7 separate regions of the Mus musculus genome follow, and all the other regions are linked to region 3. The links are chromatin contacts, called in public ChIA-PET and promoter capture Hi-C maps. All regions are on one chromosome and are shown on one strand. The core of a region is the stretch at or near the end of the contact, and the rest is flanking DNA. Distances in the headings are between cores, read along the strand shown. Region 1 holds the start of Bicd2 (BICD cargo adaptor 2). Region 2 holds the start of Susd3 (sushi domain containing 3). Region 3 holds the start of Ptpdc1 (protein tyrosine phosphatase domain containing 1). Region 4 holds the start of Ninj1 (ninjurin 1). Region 5 holds the start of Ippk (inositol 1,3,4,5,6-pentakisphosphate 2-kinase). Region 6 holds the start of Card19 (caspase recruitment domain family, member 19). Region 7 holds the start of Fgd3 (FYVE, RhoGEF and PH domain containing 3).

Region 1 (4,321 bases), core at 1,745-4,244, 720 kb after region 3:
TGTCCGAGCTCTCCAAGGCCTGACACAGTGGGTTGCTGAAAGAGTTGAGATTTAGATTTTAGCCCATAACCATTTGCCGTCATATGTCATGGGGGTTCAGGAATGCTATGCCACACCTGGTTCTTCTAGGTTAGTCAAACATACCCAAGCAGGCTGCTACCTGAAGATGAGAGAGCACTTTGCTTCTGGGCCATCAAGGGGAAGCTCACGTGGACCAGGCAACAGCGAGTACACAGAGCCTCACAACGTGTGTGCTCCATATTGGTAAGTCCTCACCAGCATTTTTGTGCAGGACTGGCCAGCTTTGTCTGGGATGCCTGACACATGGGAGCCTTTGTTCACAATCGCACAGCAGGTTAATATGGAGGAATTCACTCTTCTTTGCTCCTAAGTTCACCAGTGGATAAGAATACTGCATTTCTGGCTAGTAGTAGTCCTTACTACTAGCTCCAAGTTCTTTTCTACCAGGCTGCCTCCACCCTCCTGTAGTCCTCTGCCTCATCACCAGAGGGCATACCTTTCCAGGGAGCGGTGCTGGGTTAGGGAGAGGAATCCCTTGGGAACCTGGCTGGAGCCCCAGATATAGGCTAGAAAATGCTGGGCCTTGTGGAGGTTCCTGCCCTCCTGGAGCTGACGTTCTAAGGTGACCCACCCACCATGTAAGAATACACACACTCAACAGAAGGAAGCAACTAAGACACAGAAAGGGAATCAACACGCAAGTGGGTGGAGTGAAGAGGCCCTTCTAGAGCAAGTGCAGACTTGGAAATGGTTTCAACATCTTTGTTTTGGGAGGGGAGTCGACGTCAATGATTCAGGCAGAGGTGATGGGCCATTGAGACAGGCAGGTAACTCTCACGCAGTATTTGCTGAGAGGCAGAGTGACAGCATGAATGGATGAGGGGGTGGGACATCAAGGGCAATACCAAGGATTTGGTAACAGGCCTCAGTTTCCTCATTCATAAAACAATGGTGTGAACTGAAATATTGAGAGCACTGAGTGAGCCAGGCTTGTGACCCAGGGAGTACTAAAGAGGTGGTCTCTCATCTGAAAGTTGGGGGAAGATCTACATACATCATCCTTGAATGTGGAGTCCTCTGGGTCTCTCTCTCTCTCTCTCTCTCTCTCTCTCTCTCTCTCTCTCTCTCTCTGCTGTCACCTCCTCAGAGAAGTATTTCCTGATTGCCCCACTCCAACCAGTGACAAGGAGATCCTAGAAACCTTCTTCCAGGCCCTAACCTTGCTGGTCAGCACTGTCCCTGCTGAAGGAAGCCCACAATAGTAGTGAGCTATCATTTGTATCTCAAATCACCTTTATCTTCAAGTTCAAAGTTCCCTGGTCAGGTTCTCACCAGAAACTCATGGCTCTCCCCCTCCCTACTCACACCTGCCTCACAGTCAGGTTCAGGTGGGTATGGAGAGGTTCCCAGGCAGCCTGGATAAGTGTAGGTTCTGTAGAGCTTGGGGACTTGTTGGAGGAAAGTTTGTTCCTTCTAAATCCACCTTCACTTAGTGTGAACAGCTTGCGTAGGCCTGATATATGGGCCTCAGTGTAGAGCCAGGACTGTTGTACAAAATTAGGCTGGTTGGCCAAAGAGAAGGAGGAATAACACATTTACTTATACAGCGCTCTCTCTCTCTCTCTTTTGAGACAGGGTCTCTCTATTTAGTCGTGGCTGGCCTGGAACTTGACATGTAGATTAGGCTGGCCGTGAAATTCTTCTACCTCTACCTCCCAAGTGCTGAGATTAAAGGTGTGTTCCACCACACCAAGTTGATTTACTATGCAATTCTTGTGTTGATCCTAGATTTTCTTTTCGCGCGCGCGCGTGTGTGTGTGTGTGTGTGTGTGTGTGTGAAGTGGGTTCATGTTCCTGTGTGTGTGTGTGTGTGTGTGAAGTGGGTTCATGTTCCTGTGTGGGCACACAGGCCCCACATGCACTGGGAATCAGAGGACAAGATCCAGTTGTCAGTCTTTGTCTTCCATCTTGTTTGAGATTGGTTATCTCTGCTTTTCTTGTCTCCCCCTCTCTCCCGCCCCTGTCTTTCATACTCCAGCCTAGCTTCAGGGGATTCTCCAATTTCCACCTCCCATCTTTCCTCAGGGACATTGGGATGATAGACTGTGCTTTAGGTGGGCTCTAGGGGCGCAAATATAGGTCCTTGCTCTTACTGAGCAAGAGCTTTATCCTCTTAGCCATCTCTCCAGCTGACCTCTATGTTTGATGGTGGTCCGCAGCTGTAGGGTGTGGTGTTGCGGGGGTGTGTGCAGTGAGAAAGGGAACAACACGCTTGTTATATCCAAATCACCATGCAAGGAGGGAAGTTTTATTTAGAATTATAGTGAAGAGTACAGCTACGTCTCGCCGAAAACGGGGGACGGACAACATTTAAATACACCTTTGACATTATGCTCACGGAGGTGCCTTCATTTCCATGAAAGAAAATCCTAACGGACAATGGACAAGAGGAAGTAGTATCCGGGCCTGGGCTCCCCTGAGCCCCTAGCGTCAGGCTGTTGGCATCCTTTTGGCAGTGCCCGCGGCCCGCCACAAGTCATTCAAATTCCGCATAAAGCGCGCGCCACACAGTCTCACCAGCCATGCTCTGACGTTTCAGGACGCGAATCTTACTCGTGATATCCACAGCTCGGATCACCTTACTCCACAAAGGCTGGGAGCGGAAGGCTTGAGGTTCTCCGGGTGGCTGCCGGGTCCCTGGGCTGGGGTCGGTGGCACCCCTACTTTTGTCACGTCAGACGCGCCCGCCAATCAACGATTGGAGCCAGGCGGGTACAGAGCACAACGGGCAAAGCAGTGAGCGTAAAATAGGACTACATCTCCCACAATGCTAAGGGAGACGTAGCTTTGCGTCACGTTAGGCGCCTGCCCCCTTGAGATTTAGACCAATCACAAGCGCGGACCAGGTGGGCGCAAGGGACTACGGGTTGTGTAGTCCATGCTCAGTGGGACTGCAGCCCCCAGTGTTCCGCGCGCGTCAGGGAGGAGCAGTGCGGCGGCGCGGGCGGCCGTCGGGGCTGGGCGGCGGCAGCGGCGGCTAAGAGGGCCCGGCTTGTGGGAGCCAAGGTGGGAGCCGGCCTCGGCGCGCGGCCACCATGTCCGCGCCGTCGGAGGAGGAGGAGTATGCGCGTCTGGTGATGGAGGCGCAGCCGGAGTGGCTGCGCGCCGAGGTGAAGCGGCTGTCCCACGAGCTGGCCGAGACCACGCGTGAGAAGATCCAGGCGGCCGAGTATGGACTGGCGGTGCTGGAGGAGAAGCACCAGCTCAAGCTGCAGTTCGAGGAGCTCGAGGTGGACTATGAGGCCATCCGCAGCGAGATGGAGCAGCTCAAAGAGGTGAGTGGTCGGCTGCGACCCCTGCCTCGGGCGCTAAGGTCACCCTGCCCAGTGGTGGGAGGTACCAGGGGTGGGGCAGGAGACCTAGAGTTGCGGTCCCGGGCAGTGACGGTGAAGGGACCCTGTTCGGCCCTGTGTCCGGTTGCTGGGGTCCAGACTCCCTGCAGCCCCACTCACCCGCTAGTTTTCTTTGCAGGCCTTGTTGGCCTTTTCGTTGAGGACTGATGTCCTGCTATGGTTATTGCTGCCTAGGGTGTGTCTGTGTGGTTGGTGGGGAGCAGATGATGCCCTTACAACTGAGGCTGTCCGTGCAAGTGACCCCAGGGAAAAGCTGGACCTGGGGTTGGTTGACCACAGTTTGTCACCTTCAAGCAAATCACTTCCCCCCCATTTTGGAGCAGCTGCTTTCTGTGCTATTCATCAGGTTTCGTGACCGCCTGAGGCTGGGAAGGGATGGATACAGGGCTGAGTGAGTCGCAGCCCCTGGTTGCCTATGGCCCTTGACAGGCCGGCTTTCCCGATATCCATCGCTCAACCAGCTGCTTTTTCCCCATCTCATTAATGGTGCTCCCACTACTGGGATGCATGGCTTCCATCGACCGCTTCCTGTCTTGCTCTGCCTCCTAGGGCCTGCCTGTCACCGTGGAGTCTGTGTTCTTCTGTTGGAAACATGGTACTTTGTGTCATCCCACTGTAGGAAGAGAGGTTAGACTCCCAGGCTGGCCAAGAGCTTGGGGAGGGGCAGTAGGAGGGACCTGGGTAAGCTTTCTGGGATGATTTAAGTATTAGTAACTCTCCCATCTTCTTGACTCCCCAGCCTTGTTCTGGAGACTGGGGGAAATGCTTTATGGGAGAAGGACACACTTGAGTTTGGACCAACCCCTTCTTATTGCTTGTGATGGGTGAGCCTTGGGTGAGCCATGGGTAAGCTCTCCTCAAACCTTAGCTTCCAGCTCTGCAAAGTA
Region 2 (3,971 bases), core at 388-2,887, 620 kb after region 3:
GAGGACTACAACCAGAACTACAACAAGGAGCCTGGGACATGCTTAGAAACTGGGTGCCAAGGACACACTGTGAGGATGTGGATTCCTCCTGATGCCAGGTAGGGCAAGGGACAACTGAGACACTGGACTCTCAGACTTTCTCCAGAGATTCCGATGCAAATAGCCTTTTGTTTGCAAATTAAGCAGGGCCCCAAGGCCACCCCAAGGGATAACCTTAGGCAAGGCCATCCACTTCTAGCTGGTGACACCTACTCCTCCAGACTACTATGCAGAAGGTACTCACAAGCATGTCCCCCCTTCCCCCCAGCAGTACCAGGCCCAGAGTTAGCCTCTTCTAACACAAAGGCGCTCCTGTGGAGTAACAATTAGAAAGCTAAAACTAGCCACACCTGTGGGGCCAGCAATGGGCTGGCACGATGGGATGGTATCAAACGGATCAAACCCACTAAAGGTTTCTCAACCTGGGGGTCAGTCGACCCTTTCACAGGGATCTCCTAAGACCGTTAGAAAACACAGTTATTTGCAATAGGATTCATAACTAGCAGGATTACAGTTATGAAGCAGCAATGGAAATAAATTTATGGTTGGGGGTTACCACAGCACGAGGAACCGTATTAAAGGGTCGCAGCATTATGACGGTTGAGAAGCACTGCTCTAGGGTGAGGGCAATGTGCCTACAGATCCTCAGCTTCCTCCAGTGCAATGCAGCTAAGCCCTCCACAGAGGCAGGAAACCTCCTGGATGCGCAGGACTGAGCTCTTGGGAGGAATGTGGTTTTGGTGGTGTTTCTAAGAGTTAGCAAAGCTGACATCAGCATCGCTTCTCGCCCTTTTGGCTAAGATCAAGTGTAGAACCCTCTTCGGCACACTTAACAACCATTTTCCCTCCTCCCGGAGACCTCTGACCTTTGACAGCCTAGATGCAGCCCGGGTCCTGGTTGCTGGATAACCTCCCATCTCCTCTATCACAGGCTCACTTTCCCTTTGGTAAAGTGTGGCTGGAGTAATCAACAAAGATGATAACAACTCTCTGCAACCCAGAAGACATTTCCATGACTCCCTCCAACCCCGGGCCGCACACCCCGCCAGGTGAAGCCGGCTCCGACTTCCGCAGGCACCTGGGACTGCGCGGGGCGACCGTCGCCGAATCCGTGCAAACGCTAAGAGGTGCCCGCCGCCTGGTTTCGGGCCGCTCGCCGCCCCGTTTCGGCTCAGTTGGGGTCGCCCGCTGGATCGGCGGGAAGTCAAGAAGAAAGTTCGTTCTCGAGAAGGCCCTGGCAGTGCGATGCACGCCCCCTTCCTGGACAGGGTCCCCAGCACAGCAGCCCCTCGCCCCTCTACTTCTCCGTCGGTGAAGAGGGCACTGAGAACTGCGGCCCTAGCCCTCACCTGTCTGGTTCACTGGGACAGGCGTTGTGTTCCCAGCACGCCACCGCGGCCTCGCTCGGCCCCGAAGGGTCGCAGACGTTCGGCGCATCCTGAGCGCTCCGCAGTGTTCTGTGGAGCTTGCGGAGGTGGGGGCGGGACTTAATTGAGGGGCGGGTCGTTGGAAGGCGTGGCTGTCTCTAGCCACACCCAGGTCGCGCCCTCCAAGACGCTAGAGTTGAACTTTAGTCCGGTCCCGCCAACCCCTTGCACTGGGTGGCAGAAGTGGGATTGGACACCTGGAGGGGCAGAGAATGGGGAGCCTCCAGGCTGATCGCCTCGAAGTAAGCCTTTGAGCTAGAGCCGTCTTTCTGCACACCCTTCCTCTCCCGACTCACCTTTGGACTCTAGGGCCAGGCAGGTGACCTTGGAGAGTGACAGCCTCCTCATTCTCTTCTGGAGTCAGGGTTGGTAGCACCCCCTAATGTCTCCTTTTCACTTGAACTTGCGAGTCACGCGTGATGTGACTTTCTTTAATGTCCTAAAGTTGAAATCAAGCTTATGTCCGGTCTGCTGCATCGTGAAAGGCAGGTCCATCCACAGACCCCACTGTGATACCAACCCCTCTCCTACCCCACCCCCACCATACTCTGAGATATCAGAATTCCTGGCCACATAGCCAGAGATCCCTGTCTGCCAGTGGAGAGCAGCTGCCTGGAGGCTCAGGGATGGGACTTAGAGGGATTTAAAGTGTCCTTGATTTGTGGGTAGAAGCTGTGAAGGACGTGGGGGGGGGGAGGCACCTACCACCATCGTGTGGCTCAGTGCCGCCCCTCCCCCCTCCCCCTCCCCCTCCCCCTCCCCCAATGTTCAGCAGCGCTGACCAACAGTTATTTAGGGTGGGGATGTTTCCTAGGCTTACAGAACAAAGCACTACAGATAGAACTCCACAGAACCACAGATCCACGTTGTCTCATCATACAGGAGGTGGGGCCAGAGCTCTTCAAAGTCTCCAGGGAGCATCCTTTTTTTCTTTAGATTTATTTTACTTTTATGCATGAACGGTTGGCCTGCATGTATGTGTGCCTTCTGCATGCCAGTGGTTGGCTGTGTGTCACCATGTGGGTGCTGGAAACCAAACTCAGATCACATGCAAGAACAGCAGGTGCTCTTTACTGCTGAGCTATCCTTCCAGCTCTTGTTTTCTTGGTTCTTTAGTCTCTACTCAATAGAAAAAAAAAATGAGAATTTCACCCCCAAAACCTTTCACAATGACTCAAGCCCTAACATTCCATTGTCGATGGGTAAAAGGTTCAGATAAGAGCTGTACAGGGCGCCGGGGCGGTGGTGGCGCACGCCTTTAATCCCAGCATTTGGGAGGCAGAGGCAGAGGCAGGCAGATTTCTGAGTTTCAGGCCAGCCTGGTCTACAAAGTGAGTGCCAGGACAGCCAGGGCTACACAGAGAAACCCTGCCTCGAAAAAAACTCCCTCCCCCCCCCCCCAAAAAAAAAAGAGCTGTCCATGGGAAAGCACAAGGATTAACTTCCTGATGGTAGGTTAGAGGGGAGGAGAGGAGTTGGTTATATGCCTGGGATCTGACCACTTTGCAGTTCTACCATCCAGGGTGAGTCAGCTCATCAACAACTAGCACCCACCTCCACCCACCTCGGGTTCAGAAATGATGGCTTGAGAACCCTTTGAGGGTGTGTGTGTGTGTGTGTGTGTGTGTGTGTGTGCCATGGGGGTGACTACTGAGCACCTGACACCTGCCAGGCCAGTTCAAGAGCCAAGGATACAACAGGGCACAGGGAAAACTGTCAGGAAGCTGGCTCCTCCCCCTCACGCCTCACTGCCACTGGGCAGTGAGGTTACAGGCATTCTTTATTCTGGACTTTCTACTCTCTTTCCTGTATTTTCTGACTTTGCAACAATGAGTAAGTGTATTGTCTAATCAGAAAGCAGAAAATAGGATCAGCAAGATGGCCCAGTGGGTAAAGGTGCTTGCTCTGTAGGCCTGGCAACCTGTGTGTGGAAAGAGAGAACCACGGAGTAATCCCCTGCCTTCACACACACACACACACACACACACACACACACACACACACACACACACATGCTAAATTAAAATCTTAAAACCAGGAAACAAATATGTGAGGAGGAAGAAGAGAAGGAGAAAGAGGAGGAGGAGGAGGAGGAAGAGAAGAAGGAGGAGGAGGAGAGGAAGGAGGAGGAGGAGGAGGAGGAGGAGGAGGAGGGAGGAAGTGAGAATGTCTGTAGAGACACCAGACCCTCGGAAAGCTGGCGTTACTGGCAGTTGTGAGCTGTCTGATGTGCATGGTGGGAACCAGACTCCGGGTCTCTGCAAGAGAGAAGCAAGTGCGCTTAATTGCTGACCCACCTCTCCAGTTCTCCATAACAGATATTTCTCAAAGCGTCGTACTCGTAAACAATCTCAAACATCCCCAAAGCCACTGTGCTCTGTACTTGTCAGAGAAGATGTAGGCTAGTTGATCATGGTGATCCGTGCCTGTGACCAACACTTGGGAGGTGGAGCCAAGAGCATCAGAAGTTCTATCTAGACCAGCCTGTACTGGAGACCTTGTCTC
Region 3 (4,334 bases), core at 560-3,059:
GATACTACAGGTAAATTGTGATTCTTACTTTTCTTCATATGACTTTTTTTGGGGGGGGGGTGGTTTCGAGACAGGGTTTTTCTGTATAGCTCTGGCTGTCCTGGAATTCACTTTGTAGACCAGGCTGGCCTCTAACTCAGAAATCCGCCTGCCTCTGCCTCCCGACTGCTGGGATTTAAAAAAAAAAGTGTATTCAGTAGTGGTCAAGGAAGATCATATAAAAAGAGAGAGAGAGATTCAGTAGTGTTCTCTCAATTCGCTTGGATTCCACCAACAAAGGATTTTTTTCTGATGAAAACCCAACCTCCCTTAAAAGGACATGAAGTACTGTTGAGATGGGGAATCTGGGTCTCCAGGACACAATGCTGTGAAGGCACCGGTATCCGGTTAGCAATTAGTTATTGCTAAGACGGACTACGGACTTCCAAATGGGAATCGTCTATGAGGTCTTAAGCAAATTTCATGCTGGTCCCAGTTTGTCTCTAAGACCTGGGTATCCACACTTTTTAAAAAGCCACAGGTGGGATTCCTGGGTAGCGAGAAGTTTCGCTACAACTGAACAGGAAGAAACCACATGGTGATGAGTGAGTGGTTTGAGGTCATACATGCGTGTTTACATTTTATTTCTTTCCACTAACAGCTCTGATTGTGGCAAATCACCCAAGCCTTCCTTTCTGAGGGAAAGACAAAAACAAAACAACAACCTGGAATGACACTTTGTTGTTAAACTCAAGAAAGCTTATGCTGTGCAGGGTGGGGGTGGAGGGTGAGGTGGAGGTGGATATATACATGTTCACACAGGTTAATAGTGCCCGCCATGATAACAGCTTCTCAGGCTCCTTCAGCTCGCAGTCAATGAATGATAGCTTGTGTTCAGTTTTTAGCATAGACAACCCTTGCTGGAATAATTTGATCAGCTATTTCCCTAAAGCACTGTTTCTCAAGCTCCACCCCCCTCCTCCCTGGGCCTTTGTTTACTAAATTTTCTTTTCCATTAAAATTTAATACCACAGGTAGGGTGTATCTATGGTGTGGTCCTCTGAAAGGCCACAAACCCTTTATTATATAAGAAAACACACACACCCCAGAGCAGGGACATCGACATCATCATCATCATTATCAACGTTGAGAATGCATGTCAGGAGAAAAAGTGACTTGGTCAAGGTCACGTGACTCGTTTACTGACAGAAAGAGGTCCGAATTAGGGATCCCAAAGTGGTAGCCTGATACCTGCTTGTGGCTGTCTTGTCTGCTTTATTTGTAATGAAGAACTAGTTGTCAATATTTCTAATCAAGAGATTTCAACTAAAACACCCAAGCAAGCCTCCAACTGCTCCCGAGAAATCCGAGTGTCGCAGCACTTGAGCAAGACAGAGGGGCGCCCGGTGGCCCTGGTCCCCCGCCCCGCCTCTAGGGATGCGCCTCCAAATAACGCCTCCCTGGATAACCCGCCGCGTAAGGACAACCGTCTGGGGACCGCTCGGCGGGCGCCTAACTGGCTGCGGACTCCGAACCTCTTGGCGCGCTTCGCTCTCCGGCTTCGGAGCCCTGGAGCCGACGGGTCGGTGTCTCACGTCTAGGGCCGGGAGGCGCGGGCGGAGAGGACCGGCCGGCCCCGGGCGCTGCTCGGGCGGGTTCCGCGGCGCTGGCCTGCCCGCAGGCCCGGCCTCCCGCCGCGCCTCTGAGCAGGGAGACTCCCCGCCAGGCGCGCTACACAACGTCTCCCTCGGGCGCGCGCACGGGCCACTCCACAGCCCGGCCGCCGAGGACGCCCTGTCGCCGCCGCGGCCTTGCGCGCGCCCGACCCAACAGCCAATAGCCGGAGCCGCTCGGTGCACGTGATACGCGCCAGCCAATGGAGACTCGAGGCGGCCCGTGACGCGGCGGACAGCTTCTAAGGTTTTCGAACATGTGGGAGCCGCTGGGAAGCCGAGCTGGGGCTTGAGTGGTCGCGGGCTGAGCCGACGGCGTGTGCGCGGAAAGCCCGGAGGACCCTCAGGGCCATGAGAGGGCGCGGCTGCCAGCCTGCAGCATGGGGGTGGGGGTGGGGGGCACCGACTCCCCACGAGCCCCGGTGCAGAGTCGCAGGAGGAGCGAGGACTGCTCTGGAGCTTCGCTCACGGAACCACGTGTTCCGTCTCAGCGCCCAAAGAAGAAGAAAAGCCCATATTATGCATCGAATGTCTTCATTTCCCCCCTAATATTCTTGAACTATTATATTTAATAGTCAATATTGTCTTGCACTATGACAGTTTAAATATGAATTTCTGGAGTTGGTCTAGTAGGGGAAAGTTGAATTATGTAGAGGGGGGAAAATGAAGACCAAGTGCTGTCATAAGTATGGGTCCTGTAGGTATCTGGTGAAACCACTGTACCTGTTAGCAACGATCCGTGTTGCTAACGAAAGTCCCAACTGCCACTTGTTCTGTAAGCATACTTTAACTCAAGTAGAAATTTCCCCTCGGTTGTTCTGAAACAGACCATCAGCAAATGTTCACTAAGGCAGTAATTTAAAGACACCAGTGCTGTAGCAGTTGGATGACCAAAGCTAAAAACCCATAAATACTATGTCTCTCCACAGTGGAGTAGGCTAGCCTAATAAATCTGAATTCTCCAACTCTCAGAGTGGTGTTTGGTTCTTCTTTGGTCAGTTTTCCATAACACCAGAGTCTCTTCCTTCTGTTCTCCTGCAATCCTTAGACTTTCTTTGTCAAAGCCTTGCCAGCATCTTAGCCTCTTGTGACTCCAGGTCTGGACAGGAACAGGGACCCTGTCATTAAGAGACCTGACTGGTCTCTGCCCTCTTGTAACAGAAACTCCAGGTTCCAGAATCCTGATCTAAACTCACAGGCATTTCTTCTCATTAAAGCTGTACCCAGGGATCCAGACATTCTGCCATGTCACCCTTAAAAAATCAGGTTTCCTTTCAATTTGTGTCATGGATCAAAATCGTAGACAGAGCACCATCCACCATGTCCTTATTTAATATTTTAATAAAGATCTTACTAGAAGCCTACCCATCAACTTAATCATATTATAGATCTTACATACTCAGTAACATGACCTCATGTAGTTGAGAAATGTCTTCACTAGGCACATTTCTGTTCTTAAGGAAATCCCATGCCAAAAAAGTGAGGGATGGATCCAGATAAGCATCTACCAGCCTCTGCTGAGTCCATGTTTTCAAACTCTACTAGAAGTCCTGTTATCTCATACAGTTCAGTAGAAATGTCTTTCTAGTGCAGGACACTGCTAGGCAAATTCTGTGGCGCTCTGTGCTAGATGCTTTACATATATTTTCTATTTTGTCCATGCCATTAATAGCTTTGTGATGATACAAGTGACATCGAAAGCTGTAAATGTATGCAATGGTGTCAGCGTTCGGAGGCTGATTATGGGATGGATCCCCAGGTATGGCAGTCTCTAGATGGTCCATCCTTTCGTCTCAGCTCCAAACTTTGTCTCTGTAACTCCTTCCATGGTGTTTTGTTCCCAATTCTATGAAGAGGCAAAGTGTCCACACTTTGGTCTTCGTTCTTCTTGAGTTTCATGTGTTTTGCAAATTGTATCTTGTATCTTGTGCATTCTAAGTTTCTTGGCTAATATCCACTTATCAATCAGTACATATCATGTGAGTTCTTTTGTGATTGGATCACTTCACTCAGGTCCATCCATTTGCCTAGAAATTTCATATAAACTAACCAGTACCCCCCAGAGCTCGTGTCTCTAGCTGCATATGTATCAGAAGATGGCTTAGTCGGCATTGTTGGAAAGAGAGGCCCATTGGTCTTGCAAACTTTAGATGCTTCAGTACAGGGGAACGCCAGGGCCAAGAAGTGGGAGTAGGTGGGTAGGGGAGTAGGTGGGTAGGGGAGTGGTGGGGAGGGTATGGGGGACTTTTGGGATAGCATTGGAAATGTAAATGAGGAAAATACCTAATAAAAAAATTAAAAAAAAAGAAAGTTGTAAATGGTGACAAACTAGCATGGCAGAAGGGCTTTAGGTATACTAAATGAGTGATCTGGTTTCAATTAGTTGTACAGTGCTGCAAACATAAATATAAGGAATATAAATCTGTGTTTTCAGTTAACAAAGTTCTCTGTCTAAAGTTAACCTGGATCAACAAACAGTATAGGGGAAAAAATACTACCTTATAGCCCAGTAAGCAGGCCTCATATAAATATACTAATACAAGAAAGATTTTTACATTAAATTATCAATTTGGGGTTTGGGAAACAAATATTTCCCAAATTGACTTGGCATTTCTTACTATTAGCCAAGAAAGAAGAGTGCCCATGTTTGGTTTTTTAAATAAGAAGCAGGACTGGTTTATG
Region 4 (3,766 bases), core at 1,119-3,618, 560 kb after region 3:
ACCAGGCACTTTAGGTGGATTCTGGAGACCAAAATCAGGCCCTCACACTTGAAGCAATCACTCTACCAACTGTGTTGCCTCTGCAGTCTTTTTTTCTTTTTTTTTCCAAGACAGGGGTCTTTCTGGTCTCTCTGGTCTCTCTGTGTAGTTCTGTGCTGGAATGGGCTCTGTAGACCAGACTGCCAGCCTCTGCCTCCCAAGTGCTGGGATTAAAGATGTGTGTGTGTGTGTGTGTGTGTGTGTGTGTGTGTGTGTGTGTATCTGAAGTTGTGTCAGGCAGGCACGATGGCTCATGCCTTTAATGCCAGCACTCAGGAGGCAGAGTCAGATAGTTCTCTGTGACTTTGAGGGGAGCCTAATCTAGATAGTGAGTTTCCAGGTCTGACAGTGCTACATAGTGAGACTGTGTCCAAAAAAACATCAACAAACAACAACAAAAAAACCCCAAAAACAATTGTTAAATAATTGCTATTTATTAAATAAATAAAAAAATTTCACACCAATGCATGCGTAAAAGAAGCTGTCAGATCCCTTGGAGCTGGAGTGCTTATGACCCCTCCAATGTGGTGCTGGAATCAAGTTCGGGACCTCTGCAAGAGCAACAAGGGTTAATAACTGCTGAGCCGTCTCTCCAGCCCTCCTCACCCCTTAGCCCTGTTCTTAAGAAGTATGGCACCAGGCTTCACAAAGTGCTGGCCTCTTATTTGTGTCTGACTGTCCATCTGCTCCACAGGACAGATTTCTACTGTCTAGCTCCAGCCTGTAATGCCTGCAACAGGACCTGGCATACAGACAGCCTTGGGTACCATTTCTTTCTTCTTTTTAAATAATTTTCTTTGTCATTTTATTTTATGTAGATGGGTGTTTTGCCTGCATGTATGTCTGGTACCCACAGAAGCCAGAAGAGGATGTAAGACGCCTTGGAAGAGGAGTGAGAGACGGTCAAGAGCTGCAAGCAGCCGGTACTCTTAACTACTAAGCCATCTCTTCTGCCCAGGTATCTTTTTTGTTTTTGGGACAGCGTTTCTCTATGTAGCTCTGGCTGTTCTGGAACTTGCTCTGTAGACCAGGCTGGCCTCGAACTCAGACATACACCTGTCTCTGCCTCCAAGTGCTGGGATTAAAGGCTTGTGCCACCACCTCTACCACCAGGCTGGCTCCATTTCTTATTTCTAATCCTCTTCCTTCTGGATGTGAGACAGGGGACAGAGGGTCCGCAGGTTCACTTGGCCTTTAGCAAACTCCAGCCTTATGCTAAGACACAAGCTGGCAAGAAGGGTCATAAAGAGAAGGTGAACCACTCCATCAAGGAACGGTAGTTCTGAGCCCCAGCTTGTAATCTCCCTAAGAGTCTCATCGTCCTTATTCCTTCTGAGACTCTAGGAGATACCAGGAGAGGAGTGTGGCACCCCTGAGGCCAGGCAAAGCATGGGGCCTGAGAGTGAGGCCAGGGTGGGAAGGAAGAAGGCACAGCAACTGGCTTTTACTCCTGCATCTAGTGTGTCTCCTCGGACGACAGCACCCCATCACACTCCATCTAGCTTCCTAGGCCAGGAAAAGACATGGTACTGGGGCACAAAGGTCCATTGGGCCACGAACTGCAGTAGCCAACCAACACGTCATACCCTTGGAGTATAGATGTCAGGGCTATGATGTCAGCTTCTTCTGGACACTAAAGCTGTTGTGCTTCCCTCTGGTCCCTGGTCTCTCTTGGAGGGTGGTGTGGGAGGCAGGAGAGTCCCGGAGAGCGGAATGCCAGCCTTCTCCACCAGTGCCAGCCACACGCAGGCTCTGCACAGTGGGGTGCTGGCTGCAAGCTAGACCCAGAGCAAGAGGCTCTCCCTCATATGTTCTATTCTCCAGGCAGAACAGCTGAGGGCTCTAAAGTGGAAACCTGGAGTAACCGTTGACACCCTTTTCCTGTGTTGAGTTACCCTGAAGGGACTTACAGCCTCAGGGCGTGTCCTCCCCAAGGAAAAAACCTCAGCACGGGGCAGCATGTGCCTCGCCCTTGGCCTCACTTTTAAACAGATCAAGTGCTTATGTTCAAAGTTCAGAGGGGGGCCCGTTTGATCAACAACTTTGAGACAGGGTCCCTGGGGACCCCCGATGTCATCGCGAGGACAGGCGCTGGGCTGCTTGCCCTAGCCATCGTGAAGGAGCCTGAGAATTGGGGACATCAAGGCCGCTGGAGAAGTGCTATCCTGCTCAGGCGCGATTCCAGCAGCTGGCGTCTAGGCCCCGGCCCGCCCCGGGTGGAGGCGGAGTCCGGGGGCGGCCGCGCGCGGGGGGCGTGTCGGGGGCGGGCCGGGGGCGGGCCGGGGGCGGGCGCACAGCCGTAGCCCGTGGCGGAGGCGCGGGTGCGCTCAGGCCGTGTGCTGGGCGGCCCGGGCGGCCGCACCATGGAGTCGGGCACTGAGGAGTATGAGCTCAACGGCGACCTGCGCCCGGGCTCCCCCGGTTCCCCCGACGCCTTGGTAAGCTCTCAGCACCTCCTGCCCCGGCTGCTGTGTGACCTTGGCCGGCGCCGCCCTCTCTGGGCCCGGCACGTCAGCGGGCACCTGTGGGCGTCTGGCCCGGTTTCGCGCGGCGTCCGCACTGCGGGGGGTGGTGGTGGCCGCTGCTTCCGGGCAAAGTCGTGCTTGACCTGTCTCTAGCGCAAGTGGTGGCCCACGGGTCTGGGGCCAGCACAGCAGGTAGGCAGAGGCGCCGGGCGGTCTAGCTTGCTGCCGTCGCCCCGCTGTGCAGAGCCCGCGTCTGGCTGGCACCACTCCTCGGGTGGAGAAGGCTGGCATTCCGCTCTCCGGGACTCTCCTGCCTCCCACACCATCCTCCAACTTCCAACGCCTCCGGGCTGTCTCCTGCGTGCCTTGGGGTGGGCGGGAGAAGAGTCACCGCCTCCTGGTTGGAAGCTAGCATCAGGCAGACAGCTACGTCACCACACGGTGACCACACGGTCGTCTGCAGCAGTGATAAGGGGGAAACCCGTGGCTGTGTCTCTGCTGCTGTCACCTGCCTATGAAAAACAGAACGCCACCCTCTCGATCGTCAGGGTGCTAGTTCTAGGACTGTAAGGACCTGCCTCGAGTTTGCTCTGCCTAGCCTGCTAAGGCCACAGCGATGGTCGGATGCCTGTGTCGAGGGACCATCTTTCCTGACCCCTCACCTCATAGTCTACCTCCGGGGCAGGGCCTGAGCATGCCAGGGCCGAGCCTTCACTTGTACCACCCCGCATGGCCCTCTGTCCCTCGGTGACATGTTGACTTTGGACATTCCTTCTATTTCCGACCCCCCCCCCCAGGGATGGGGTGGAGTGGGGTGGGGAATTGCACCAGGCTGGGATTTTCCACAAGTCTTTGCGGTGCAAAATAAACCAGAACAGAGACTTTCTGCCCAGGTCCATATAGTGGAAACAGGGAACACCAACGTCTCCTGGGACTACTTCAGGTGTGCCAGCTGAGACTTGGGCTCTGCCAAAATGTGTGAACACTCCGGAAGCAGTGGGCCAGGGACACCCCGGGCTGAGTTCCTTTAGGGAGCCCATCAACTGTCTGGGCCTTTTGTATGTGGGTCTACAATAAAGAACCAGTGATCTCTAGGCCTTTAAGGACAAGGGATGCAAATCAGGAACAGGTGGGCCCGTGGTTCAGCTGCGGATTTGAAGGGAAACTGGCTGTCTCTGAGCAGCAGCCTCCCCCTTCAGCTCTGCAGACAGCTGGATCAGCTGTGCCTCCCAAGAGAATTCTGAGCACAGACACAGGAGAGA
Region 5 (3,823 bases), core at 981-3,480, 800 kb after region 3:
CAGTGTTAATGCTACCTGGTACTGTTCTAATGGGTACAACTCATCTTCTGATTGTCTTTAAGTATTCCTCTACAGGAAGGAACTCATGTTGGTATTGTACCCGGGGAGGTCATAGGGCCCTTGTATGGAACTACTTCTATAGTTAAATGGGTATGTGCCTGTCAGATTTTCTGTTGAACATTTATGTGAGTACCTATAGATGACTGTGCTGTTAGTGTCAATTGTACAGAGAATTCCCCCCCCCACTCCCCCACACAGCCAGTAGAAGTTACTAGGAAGACAGCCCGTCAAGTTGCCAAGAATCAAGTGGCTGTTGCTATGGCATAGTGGTTCATTGCTCAGCCAAAATGAAAAGCAATCACCAAACATCTCTATTGCTTCCTTCAATGCTCAGAGAATACAGTAGAAGAGGGGGTGGGAGGAAAGCCTGAGAAAGAATGAAGTGCTGTGTACCCATCTTCGGAGCAAAACACAGACTTTGCCATCTTAATCAAAACAGCCGCCTCAGCTGCATGGGTTTCCAGGGGTTATCGAAGGTAGACTAGCTGAAGGAGAAACCCACTCAGCTTTTGAAGAGGAATGGATCTGTGCTAGGATGGGAGGGGTTTTTTGTTGTTGTTTTGTTTTTTTCAGTGCAGCTGGTTTGAGGTCTTCCACACTAATATAAATAACCCTTCACCCATGCTCCTCTAAGCATGACCTGTAAATTCATTTGGTTCACCAAGCTATACTTGGGTACATTCATTTCTGTGGTCTTGAAAGACCCCGAGAGGAGCCCCTCGCTCAAGTCTCGGGATAATAGCGGACCCCCAAGAACTCACAAAAGACCAAACTTGATGCAAACCACCTGAGGCTTTATTGGGGGGAAAGCCAGAGCTCTGGGGACGACTTGTATCCCACGCAGGGGTAGAGGAGTTGACCCCGAGGGGAAAGGGGTCCCAGTTTTTATAGGCCCTCACGGGGGGGGGGGGGGAGGAGAAGGGGGGAGTAGGGGATTTCCAGATCTAAACAATGTCTATTCTTAAGAAATGGGTATGGGAGGGGTACAAGGAAAGAGTCTGGTGCAGGTGGAGCAACTCTGGATTGGCCCGGCTGTGGTTACTGGGGAGATTTTTCGATTCTATCCCAGCAACCAATATCACAAACACCTCGCAGTGAGGTGCAGCAGTGGGCACACACCTGGGTTTAAGGAACGGTCAGAACATTGGCAGACACACGGGTTCAAGGCGCGGCCAGAGCATTGTGCACCTCTATTTTTCTAAATCAGTGAAGCTACTTTTACTAACAATGAAATCTATTTTGCCAATTTGAGGGCTTCTGTGACCTTTTACATTCTATTAGGATCTTTCAGTCTGTTGTTGGTGTCCTATTTAGAATGAACAGGTTTTTTTGTTTTTTTCCCAGTCTTCCTTGGAAAAATTAACACAAAAAAACCCATACTATCTGCCTGCATTAAGCTGGATTTTCTTCACATACACCAGTTACAGCAATATTCAGTGCTGTGGCCAAACAATTTAACACAAATATGAAAATTATGTTTGAGACAGGATCTCACTAAGTAACCCTGGCCGGTCTCGAACTCCTAGAAATCTCTTGCTTCCACATCCAGAATGCTGAGAGCATCACCATGTCCAGCCCCAAATCATTTTTAAGAGCACAAGGACCGCATATAATTCTTTAGGCAGCTCTACCAGGCAGGGCCAATCTTCCCCGCATTAAAGGATAAACTGAGGTCATTGCTTTCTGCTGGGATGGGGTGGGAGAGTCTATTGCCTCATCTGCATTTCTGGATGTCTTGGGGCAAAGGCTCCACGGTGAGGTTTCCTCGCCACGTTTCCCGGAGTAGTGTGAACACCACCTAATGGCTCTCTTGGCCGGAGCAAGGCCATTGAAGGTGCATCCCATTCTACAGATGTAAGCGGAGGCTCAGAGTCGCCCGGCGCCTTACTGCAGCCCCACGAAGATCCAGCCGTGGCCCTAGGACAGTGCGAGGGTGAGCGCCTCGGACTCGGGGCGCCAGGAAGCCGCCGGCCTCAAGGTCCGGGAGCAGATCCGGAAACCTCCCTTCCGGTTCCCAGGTCCGCGTTTCGGAAGTGAGTCACTCTGCCAGCACATAATATGGCTTCCACTCCACCTACCACCCTGGACGTCGAGGGTAAGGTGGGCGGGACCCGGAAGTTGACCGTTCTGGGAATGGCGGCCGCCGGGGGCGTGGCTTCCGGCGCTCCTTGCCTGCAAGTCGCCGCCGCTGAGAGCGCAGGCGGCAGCTGACAGGCGCTTTTCTTCAGACGGCTGCGGCGGGAGCCCTGCGAGGCGGGCGGCCTCCAGCTCTCGTCCCCACGTCCCGGCCCGCGAAGTTCCAGGGCGCCGGGGCATGGAAGAGGGGAAAATGGACGAGAATGAATGGAGTTACCATGGCGAAGGCAACAAGAGCCTTGTGGTGGCCCACGCGCAGGTGAGCGGCTGGCGGGCAGCCCGGCTCCGGGCCTCACCCGACGGCTCCCGAAGCTCTGTGCCTGGTACCGTCCAGGTACCCAGGTCGTGACTCTTCCTCCAGCTTCCGCCCGGGTGGTTCCCTGGCACCCCCACAGTACCCTCCTCTGCTCCATACTCATCCCCGGCACCCCTAGCTCCGTTGGCTCCCCTTTCCTCCTAGTGTCCCTTCTCGGTTCTCTCTGTCCCGTCAGTACTCTTTCCTCATGCGCTGTGCGTGCCGCGTGGCCTCACACCGTGCAGCCTCCCCCGGGATGCTCGTCTTACTGTCAGGCAACGGTGGGCCAGAGGCTGAGCCTGGACCAGGGCCTGGGCAGCACAGGGGAAAGTTCCCAGAGTGCTGTCAGCCCACCGAGTGGAGTTCAGCCTCGAGAAACCACAGAGCTGGTGTTCTGCCTTGCTGCTGCGCTGTCAGGAACGGGGCGCTGCCACAGGTTCGCGTCCCGATCATATACTTTAAATGGTTTCTCCTTCGTTCAACTTGAAAGGCGGTTTCAGAAGATGTAGTCCTTTCCAAGGAGGCGAATTTAAAGGAAGAGAAGCATATGGATGGATCTGTGTGCAGCCCCAGATTTCTCTGACATTTTGCTGCCTGATTACAAGCTAGCAGGAATGTGGTGGGCTGGGGGAGTAGAAGGCGGGGAGGTGTCATGTGAGAAGGTTAATAACTCAGGGAGCTGGGGTGATTCACACCTCCACCACTGAGAAGCAGTAGGCTGCATTAGGAAAGTGAAGAGAGGAATAGGATGTACTTTTGTCTCTCTGAAGTTCAGATTGTATGGAGCTGTACTGAGTGTTGAGCAGCCTAGAGCTTGGGTCTTGTGTCTAGTTGGCACCTCTGACCTCCTGGTGTATTTGTTCAGAATGTAGACTGAAGAGGAGAAGGCCCCTCTTGGAAGTGTTTTAAGGCCTTTTGTGACCAAGGAGTGCTAATGTAAGTGGGGTGGAGAAACTCTGCTCCCTTCGGTCCTGGGCATGTCTGTAGTCCCCCTTCTCCTTTGAGAGCAGGTGAGCTTTGTTTCTCTGCTCAGCTTCCCAGGCCTGTCTCATCCAGTCCTGGAGAGAGGGAGGCTTTTACCTAGCCTCCCCAGGCATGCTCACTCTTTCTGATCGAGCATCAGTCACTGAGTTGAAAAGCTCTTCTAAAGTCCCCTGTCAGCCCTTCCTCCTCTGTAGCATGCATACACAGCTATCCTTAGGCCCATCCTGCAGGAGCTGGGCTGGGGTGGGGGAACTGGACATCCGTGCTGTCACTGCCACGTGCAGACGGATTGAGAGAGAAAATGAGCCTTCTGGGGACCTGGGGTCTTGGGGTAGAGGAGATCAGTGA
Region 6 (3,913 bases), core at 1,067-3,566, 590 kb after region 3:
CTCCTCCTACCCTGAGTGCCACTAGCCAAGATGGACCTCTGCTGCCCACAAGCCATGAGTCACAGGAGCCCTGAGTCACCTGCCTTGGGTGGCCCAGCCCAGGGCTAAGCCAGCAGCAGCTTTAGGGCAGTGTACTTCCTGTGCTTCCTGTGGCTTTTATAAGCTGTTCATGCAACCACATAGAGGCAGCCACTGGGTATAATGGAGACTCGGGCAAGGCTCTGCCTGGATACCAGGCTCCGGTAAACAAGGCCAGGAATGCCTTTACTAGATAAAGAAGAGATCATTCTGTGCAGAATCCATGAGCCTTTCCCTGTAACTTCCCTCCCTGCCAGCTCGTACCAGAAACTTGGCTCTGTCACCTCATCTTCAACTTCAGCAGCCCAGACCTAAGTCCTCACTCTGGCATTTGGGACCCTGAAGCAGCTGGTCCCACCTGCCCTTACTCTGCTCCTAGGGTCCCAGAGCCTTCTGTCTGCAGCTCACTAGAGCCAGGACCCATGCAGCAGGCTGGGAAGATGTGATTGATTTATGCCCAGTTTATTTAGCCCCCTTCCAAGAATTCACAATTCTCCTGGGGTCCAGAACTTGAGCATCGACTCCCCTCTGAACCACTCCCATAAGTTCTTGTCATAGTACTTGGTTTGGCTTAGATCACTCGCTCCATACTATACTGCCTATTCTGTGAAGACACAACTCTCAGTATCTATCACCACCAAACACACACACTTTCTCTCTCTCTCTCTCTCTCTCTCTCTCTCTCACACACACACACACACACACACACTCACACTCACACTCAGAGGCAACAAAGACTAATGTGTATGGCAGACCCTCAGCTGGTGCACCAGGGCACTGAGCCAAGAATGAACAAGGGATCTGTCGCCCCAGGGCTGCCCATCCAACCCTCTCAGACTTCTGCTTTTCAGTCTCCATCTCCCACTAGAAAAAGGTGGGATGCTTAGAAGTGTCAAAGCGCCAGCAAGTAGACTGCAGAGAGGAAAGCGTATTATTGCCACAATCAAGGCCTGCCTGTGTCCTTCCAGCTAAAAGTTCTCCACCCCCACAACTACCTGTTCTCCTGGAGGTGGGATGTCTCATTTTCCATGGGTATCCTGTCTCTACAATGGGCCCTTGGAGGCCAGCACAGGCGAGATCTGTCCCACACATCCTGATGAACTTACTAGAGGATCTGGGAAACCAGAGGCTGAGGCCAAGGCTCCCATTCTGCTCCTACCACTGACCAGCAGGGTGGTCTGGGGGCACTTACCCAACCTGAGATTTTATCTTCCCATTCCTACACAGACATGAGAATATTCCTTCTGCCCCCAAATGGCTATTCTGAACAAGAGTGTATATTAGGGGCTCTACACATAATGCTCAGAAATTGCAGCTCCAAACAAGAAGGGCCTGGAAGATGGGGTCTCCTCTAACCTGTTCTAGAAGTCACCAGGTTGCAACCTATGAGGTCTTATTTTTGTGCATGCCCAACGCTGACTCCAGTTTAGAGACCCCTGGGATTTCTGGGGTTACCTCATCTCTCTGGGCTATCCCAGGTGAACTCTGCCATATGAAGTACAAGAGACTCCCAGAAAAAAAGTGCATCTGGTAGCTATCACGTTCCCTAGGCTCTAAGGCAGCAGGGGTCCCTCGCTGACTCATCCTCTCATCGGATCTTTTACCGAGAGAACTTAGCACAGCAATGTCACTGTGTCCCTCTGGGATCAGGAATAAAGTGGGTGAGTCCCCAGAGCAAAAGGGTTGGGCTGGGGCAACCAAGCCATCCTGGAGAAGAGGGATCCAGTTGTTGGGTCCGAATTCTCTAGACCCATCTAGAGCGGGAAACACGGGCGTCTCCCTGGTACTACAAGCTACCCAGGTTTGCAGCGCCGGTCCCGCCTCCAAGGGGGTTGTGTGCAAGCGGCGCTCTAAAGTCTCAGCAGACTGGCGAGGAGCACCATTTCCCTCTCTCAGATCCATCCCGTCCCGGGACACCGCCCGTTCCGCAGGCGCAGCCGGTGCAGTGCACCGGGAGAGCGCTCACCTGCTGCTCTTCCTCCTCGACCCGCGACGGCCCCCCACTCAGCACCCGAGACCCCTGGCGCCCCCGGCCCGTCGCGCAGAGCCCGGGACACCCCGCCGCCGCGCGCCTCTTACGCCCGCGTCGCCGGCGCCAGCTGACGCCAAGGTCACACGGCTCCCGTCGCCCTCCTGGACCCGCGCCCACCTGTCATGGCGGAGGACACGGCGCCGCCCCGTCGTCCTCGGCTGTCCGCCGCCCGGCGCGAGGGCTCCGGTGACCGCCGCCCGCAGGCCTGGCCCTAAGCCCCGCCTCTTCCCTATAGGTCCCGCCCAGCGACGACATCTTAGCCCCCAAGCCCCTCCCTCCGATTAGCCACGCCCCTTTCTGTACTTCGCACTGGAGACGCGTCAGCCGTGGGGCGGCTCGGGCTCTAAACAACTTCCCTAACTCTATACTACGCGCAGCAGAGAGCTCGGCCCCTGAGGAGCTTCTCCTGTAGCGACGCCGGGAGTCCCGCTCCAGCTAGCATAAGTGACCTAGCGGAGAAACTCAGTACCCAAGTCCTTGTCTGGACCAGAGAACTCAAGCCACGTCCCGGCTCAAGGCTCGCCCCATTCACAGCCTCTCCAATAGCTACCCGGGTCGGCGTCCCTTCGCCTATGCCCTGCCCCTCCTCCCGGTCTTGTGCCTGCTTTTTGCGGAGGTTAGGAGGTTATTGTGAACTTCTCAGTTCAATTTTCTGCTGCTACGCTCTGGCCACCCCACTCCCATCTCCTGGATGAAGAAACCGAGTCTTAAAAGAGACGAGAATTACCCAAGGTCACATAGGAGGTCAAGTCTGGCATAAAAGGCTGGTGGGAGTTCATTGGCAACCAGGGACCGAACGGAAGTCCACAGGGCCTCGACCGGACAGTGATGAATTGAGACTTAACAGAGAACTTAGTGGGTCCTCGTTCTACCAAGTCCCCCATTTACACAGAGGACAAATGGCTGGCATTGCCGCCTAGTTAAGGAAGTCATGTAGTCTGACCGAGCCTCAATTTTCCTAACTGTAAAATGTGTGGCCTCAGGTGATAAATCTTTCTGCCTCCCAACTTGTTTCCCTTCTGTTGTACATAGGCCTGGCTCTTCAAGCTCTGGTACCAACCACAGGAAGGCCCCAAGCCCAGGCCCAGCTAGGAAATGGAGATCTGCGAGGGTCGGGGAGGCAGGACCCTCACAGCCAGCAATGGCAGCAGGCACCAGATTTTGCTTCTCCGCTGGTGCGGCTAGTCTGGCACACTTTAGAGCTGTAACTTGAGATATTGGAACCAGACCAGGACCAAGACCAGGAATGGAGGCCCCAGGTCTGGATGCACTTCCCGGACAGTCCAGGAACCCCCTGGGTCCCTGAGCCCTCCGTGTCTGTCTCTGTCCTCCCCAGTGCTGCAACCTCTCATCTTGGGAGTGAGAGGCTCGAAAGGAATCTGGAGATTGACTTACAAGGTCACTTAGAGCTCCAAACTCTTGGACCCAGTGGTATTGATCAATACATTCCTGCCCCTTGCTAAAAACTGCAGAAAGCGAGGTTTGCTCAGGTTCCCCACCGGCCAGGCAAATGCAGAGTCAGCAGGCAGCTGTCCTCAGCACTAATCTGTGCCTGCAGAGGGGACAGACAGCATGGACAGACTTTGTTCCAGAGCAGGGTATAGGTACTATGTACCTGACCTACATGTGTGCCTGGGCCAGTCTGGGCTAGATCCAAGGGCTACATCTTGCAGGAACCCTGCACAGACCCCATTGGGACCATTCTGAAGGGCTCCAATTATTGCACACCCATCACTGTGTTCTAGCAGTGGGGTGAGACTGAGGACTTCCTGAATCATGCATTTTTAGGCATCCCTTGCCAGA
Region 7 (4,135 bases), core at 518-3,017, 680 kb after region 3:
GGCTTCTGAAGACAAGCCCATTTCAGCACTGATCTCATAATGTGCTCTCGACCTCTGTATGCAGAGTTCAGTGTGGCTCTCAGGCCCCTGCACATTGGGAGGTGCAGATCCCTCTATAAACAGAAGCCAGTCTCCACTGCGACCTTGCAGGGGCAGAAGCAGGCTTCAGGGGGTCTGTGGCAGCCCAGTTGAGACAAACCACTTCCTCCTGTCCTTGCCAGAGCTGGCCCCACCCCCAAACCAAGCACAGTGTGTGTTATCAGCTCAGAGAGCTTATGTGGGGACCAGCTAGTCCATTCACAGACTTTGGGCGGGGGGGGGGGGGCTGGGATGAGCTGGCAGAGTGCTCTGTGCCTGTTTCATCTCTCACCCAAATGGGGGCTGGGGAGAGTCTCAGTAAACCACGTGTCAAGCTAGGCCAATGAGAGAACCTGTCTAAAAAACCAGATAGACAGGTCCTGGAGAATAACATCTGAGACTGTCTTCTGGCTTCCCTACACATGCCTCAACACACACACACAAATGGCTAACAATTTTAGTCTTTGTTTTTGGTTTTTTTTCCCCCCAAGAGATGGTGTTTCTCTGTGTGGCCCTGCTGTTGTGGAACTTGCTCTGTAGACCAGGCTGGCCTGGAACTCAGAGATCCACCTGCCTCTGTCTACCAAATGCTGGGATTGAAAGCGTGTGCTACCATCACTACCACCACCACCCCCGGCTAGGTAGGACCAATCTAAAATGAGGCAGAGCTGCGTAAGCTCTAAACCTCAGTGTGGCTTGGCATCATTCTGACTTCACTTTACAGAAAGGGAAATCAAGGCAGAGTCTGCCTATCACCCTGTCCCTGGCATTCTTTCTCACCAGAGTCCCCTCCCTATCCCCCTATAGCTGCTCATCCTCCCTAGCACTCAGGGACTCCCAGAAAAATGGCAAGTGACTTGTCATCCACAATGACAGTGACTCCTGCCTCACTCCCCACAGGTCCTAGAGTCCGGCTTTTCAAATATGCCTCTGCTTACTCTGCATGGCATATAGTATCATAGTGTTATCATAATCATATCATTCTATCCATGCTGCCGTGCGCCTGCTCTATGGCTGCCAGCCTCCTAAGTGGCTGTACCACTACCCAGAGCTGCCCAGGCGAAGCCCTGGGGGTCCCAAGGAGTCCTTTGAGGGCTTAGTTTTCTTTCCTAGCAGTGCCCAGCTAGACAGACATATCTGTTAATATCTAAACTGTAGACTGGAGAAGATTCCAGAACCACATGGGATGCGAAGGCCTAGCCTCCATTAAATCATCCCCTGGGACCACCTCTTCTGCTTAAGCAGAAAAAGACATGCTTTCTTCCCCACTAAGGCACACTGGGTGGGGTCAGCCTTGGATCTGTGCCCCCCCCCAAGCCTCCCAGGGACCACAGTAGTCACCGACAGACTGCCCATAGCCTAAGTGTGAGCTGTGCCCCACCTGCCAATAGCACGTCCAGGACTCTGTAGTCGCGAACTCTTCTCATGCCCACCCATAGCAACCCTATCTTCTCACCAGTACGAGCCACTGAAAGACAACAGCATGAAAAGAGACACCGCTACCGTGCCACAGCAACTTCCTGCTTTGAAAACATCTGTCTCCCTTGAATGGTTCCTGTTTGGTTTCTAGTAACCTCCTACCACCCGCCACGAAGCCCCTTCACAGCGCAAGACAAACACTGTAGGATTCTGCAAAGATCCCAGGAGCCAATCTCCACTCACCCTTCTTCCAAGACCAGTCTGCATCTCCCCCAGGGCTGAACTCATGCAAGAACAAAACCCAACTTCCTCTTTCTAATTTTTGCAATATTGGTCACAAAACAGTGGCACATTTGCATTTCCGTAGCGATGACGCAACGTGAGAGGAGGTTGGTCTGCTGGTCCTGAAGGGCCTGGTCTGCTTGTGGTGGGATGACTTCGAAAGCGTAATCCTTTTACTCGACCTGGCTCAGCCCTACCAGGTTCTGCAGTAGCAGCCAGGGCTGAGCTTAGGTTTAACAAGTCACTGAGTAAAGACACCTCCTGCATCTGGTTTGGTGGGCTCCTCTGAGCAGACCTGAGATTGATGTTGTCTATGGGGAAGAGGATCCATCAGGGGACAGGTGACCCAGGCCAGACAGACCTTGGTGACTACAGAAAGTTGGAAGAAACATACCCCACCAGTGACATTGTTTCACGGTGACTCCAAGAGACCTGAGGGAACTTCTGGTTATCTGGCTGATGAGGACTGCCCCAGCAGGGCTAAGCTCTGCCTCTTCCAGGCAGCCCTCAGGGGAAAGTCCCCTCATTATCTCAGGAAGTCAATAAATAATGGGGCAGGGGGTTAGCCTAACATGCATATAGGCTGCAAATTTGACTCCATTTCAGTAATGTCTTCTTAATCTATCCTAAATTTTGTGTTTGTTTTAGGTTTTGTTGAGACAGTCTCACCAAGTAGTCCAGGATGGCCTTGGATTCTCTGTGTTGTCCAAACTCATTTGAATTTACACTGTTTCAGTCTTTCAAATGCTGGGATCGCTACTGTGCACCATTGCATCAACTAATCTTGAATTCTCTCTCTCTCTCTCTCTCTCTCTCTCTCTCTCTCTCTCTCTCTGTGTGTGTGTGTGTGTGTGTGTGTGTGTGCGTGCATGCATATGGAGGCCAAAAGTCAAAGCTAAATGTCTTCTTCAGTTGCAGTCCACATTATTATTATTATTGTTGTTGTTGTTGTTACTGTTATTATTGTTGTTATTTTGGCATTTATTGCTATTCACCCTGGGATTAATCAACATGACTAGCTTGGCTGGCCAGCGATCTGCCAGGGACCCTTCTGTCTCTGCCTCCATCAGCCTTTTCCCATGAGTGCTGGGGATTGCACTCACTTCCTCATGCTTGGACTGAACCATCTGCTCAATCCTCTAAATGCTTGTTTTAACTAGTTAACATTTTCTGTGTATATGTATGTATATGTATGTGCACATGCACGCATGAGTGTATATGTATATGATGGAACTGCTCAAGGTTCTCGATTCTTCTTCCATAAAATGGAGAGGTGTGTATGTTAGAGGCATTGTAAAGAATGAGGTCTAGCCTAGGCAAGTCCTTAAAGAATCTTAGTCCCTGCCTGAATCTCCACTGCTGAGCTGTCTGTGCCTGGCCCAGAGCCTTTTGCTTCACTCCCTGAAGGGCCGTGTCCCCTGAGGAAAGTCCGTGTCCCCCGAGGAAGGGCCGTGTCCCCTGAGGAGGCAGCCTCCGGCCACCCAGATGCTTTCAGCTCTGTCCAGGAAGCACAGCACCTGTGGCCCAGCACAGTGCAATTGTCCCTCTGCTGGCACATCCTGAGCCTGGAGGCCAGCCGTGGGATCACATCAGGACTGGGACCCAGGCCAACCAGGAACACAGGATCAGTTGAGGACGTGAAGACGAACTCTAGCCTGACAGGCCAGGTGGGAAGAATGGAGAGAAGAGTTTCAGAGCAGGTGGGAAAGAAAGAGGAGGAAGAGTTCCTCTGGCTTAAAAGCAAATCAAAGGGCTGGGCTTGGTGGTGCAGGCTTTTAATCCCCGCACTCAGCACTCAGAGTGTTGAAGCAGACCAATCTCTGTAAACTCAAACCAGACTGGCCTACATAACCAGTTCCAAGCCAGCCAAGGCCACATAATGAGACTCCATTTCAAAAAGAAAGAAAGAGAGAGAGAGAGAGAGAAACAAAGAAAGAAAAAAGAAAAGGGAAAAGGGAAAAAGAAAAATTCCAGAACTGAAGCCTAATGTCCTCTTGTTCTTGAGTGGGGAGAAGCAATGCCTCTACTTTGGATGACACCCTTTAAAAGAACCCCCACAGTGGTCCAGTGATGACTACATCCTGATCAACTCTTTTTTTTTAATTTATTTTATGTATATGAGTATACTGTCGCTGTCTTCAGACACAGAAGAAAAGGGCACTGGATCCCATTACAGATGGTTGTGAGCCACCATGTGGTTGCTGGGAATTGAACTCAGGACCTTTGGAAGAGCAGTCAGTGCTCTTAACCACTGAGCCATCTCTCCAGCCCCCTGATCAACTCTTGCATAGCCCCTTCCACTGTGAATAGTCCATGAATACTAGTGTCCAATTCAACCTGCAGAGGGAACATACGT

What was found. Promoter capture Hi-C pulls out the DNA fragments that hold promoters and counts their contacts. ChIA-PET counts read pairs in DNA pulled down with a chosen protein or histone mark.
Region 1: a contact with region 3 is called in a promoter capture Hi-C map of pre-B cells. The contact joins the promoter of Bicd2 here to the promoter of Ptpdc1 in region 3. A contact is called at or near these places in 2 of 39 promoter capture datasets (cranial neural crest and pre-B cells) and 1 of 115 datasets of contacts at active chromatin or transcription factors (pancreatic cancer cells).
Region 2: a contact with region 3 is called in a promoter capture Hi-C map of pre-B cells, with 2.5 times the contacts expected there. The contact joins the promoter of Susd3 here to the promoter of Ptpdc1 in region 3.
Region 4: a promoter capture Hi-C map of pre-B cells shows a contact between it and region 3, with 9 times the contacts expected there. The contact joins the promoter of Ninj1 here to the promoter of Ptpdc1 in region 3. A contact is called at or near these places in 7 of 39 promoter capture datasets (the SN4741 cell line, cranial neural crest, embryonic stem cells and 4 more), 3 of 484 Hi-C or Micro-C datasets (CD4 T cells, embryonic stem cells and pre-megakaryocyte-erythroid progenitors), 5 of 115 datasets of contacts at active chromatin or transcription factors (embryonic basal ganglia, embryonic midbrain, embryonic stem cells and 2 more) and 2 of 9 other capture datasets (adipose tissue and liver).
Region 5: a promoter capture Hi-C map of pre-B cells shows a contact between it and region 3. The contact joins the promoter of Ippk here to the promoter of Ptpdc1 in region 3. A contact is called at or near these places in 1 of 39 promoter capture datasets (pre-B cells) and 1 of 484 Hi-C or Micro-C datasets (CD4 T cells).
Region 6: a promoter capture Hi-C map of pre-B cells shows a contact between it and region 3. The contact joins the promoter of Card19 here to the promoter of Ptpdc1 in region 3. A contact is called at or near these places in 3 of 39 promoter capture datasets (cranial neural crest, hippocampal neurons and pre-B cells), 1 of 115 datasets of contacts at active chromatin or transcription factors (pancreatic cancer cells) and 2 of 9 other capture datasets (adipose tissue and liver).
Region 7: an RNA polymerase II ChIA-PET map of memory CD8 T cells shows a contact between it and region 3, with 11 read pairs. The contact joins the promoter of Fgd3 here to the promoter of Ptpdc1 in region 3. A contact is called at or near these places in 2 of 115 datasets of contacts at active chromatin or transcription factors (memory CD8 T cells and pancreatic cancer cells).

The regions. Positions count from the first base shown.
Region 1 is chr13:49,338,555-49,342,875 of GRCm38.p6, forward strand. It overlaps Bicd2 (BICD cargo adaptor 2), which reads left to right and starts at 2,995. Exons shown (of 7, transcript NM_001039179.2): 1 at 2,995-3,356. The coding sequence starts at 3,117.
Region 2 is chr13:49,246,657-49,250,627 of GRCm38.p6, forward strand. Susd3 (sushi domain containing 3) reads right to left here and starts at 1,638. Exons shown (of 5, transcript NM_025491.4): 1 at 1,389-1,638. The coding sequence starts at 1,476.
Region 3 is chr13:48,623,863-48,628,196 of GRCm38.p6, forward strand. It overlaps Ptpdc1 (protein tyrosine phosphatase domain containing 1), which reads right to left and starts at 1,810. Exons shown (of 10, transcript NM_207232.2): 1 at 1,515-1,810.
Region 4 is chr13:49,185,161-49,188,926 of GRCm38.p6, forward strand. Ninj1 (ninjurin 1) reads left to right here and starts at 2,369. Exons shown (of 4, transcript NM_013610.3): 1 at 2,369-2,477. The coding sequence starts at 2,403.
Region 5 is chr13:49,419,012-49,422,834 of GRCm38.p6, forward strand. Ippk (inositol 1,3,4,5,6-pentakisphosphate 2-kinase) reads left to right here and starts at 2,231. Exons shown (of 13, transcript NM_199056.4): 1 at 2,231-2,455. The coding sequence starts at 2,375.
Region 6 is chr13:49,213,710-49,217,622 of GRCm38.p6, forward strand. It overlaps Card19 (caspase recruitment domain family, member 19), which reads right to left and starts at 2,317. Exons shown (of 6, transcript NM_026738.2): 1 at 2,228-2,317. The coding sequence starts at 2,234.
Region 7 is chr13:49,307,441-49,311,575 of GRCm38.p6, forward strand. Fgd3 (FYVE, RhoGEF and PH domain containing 3) reads right to left here and starts at 1,768. Exons shown (of 18, transcript NM_015759.2): 1 at 1,741-1,768.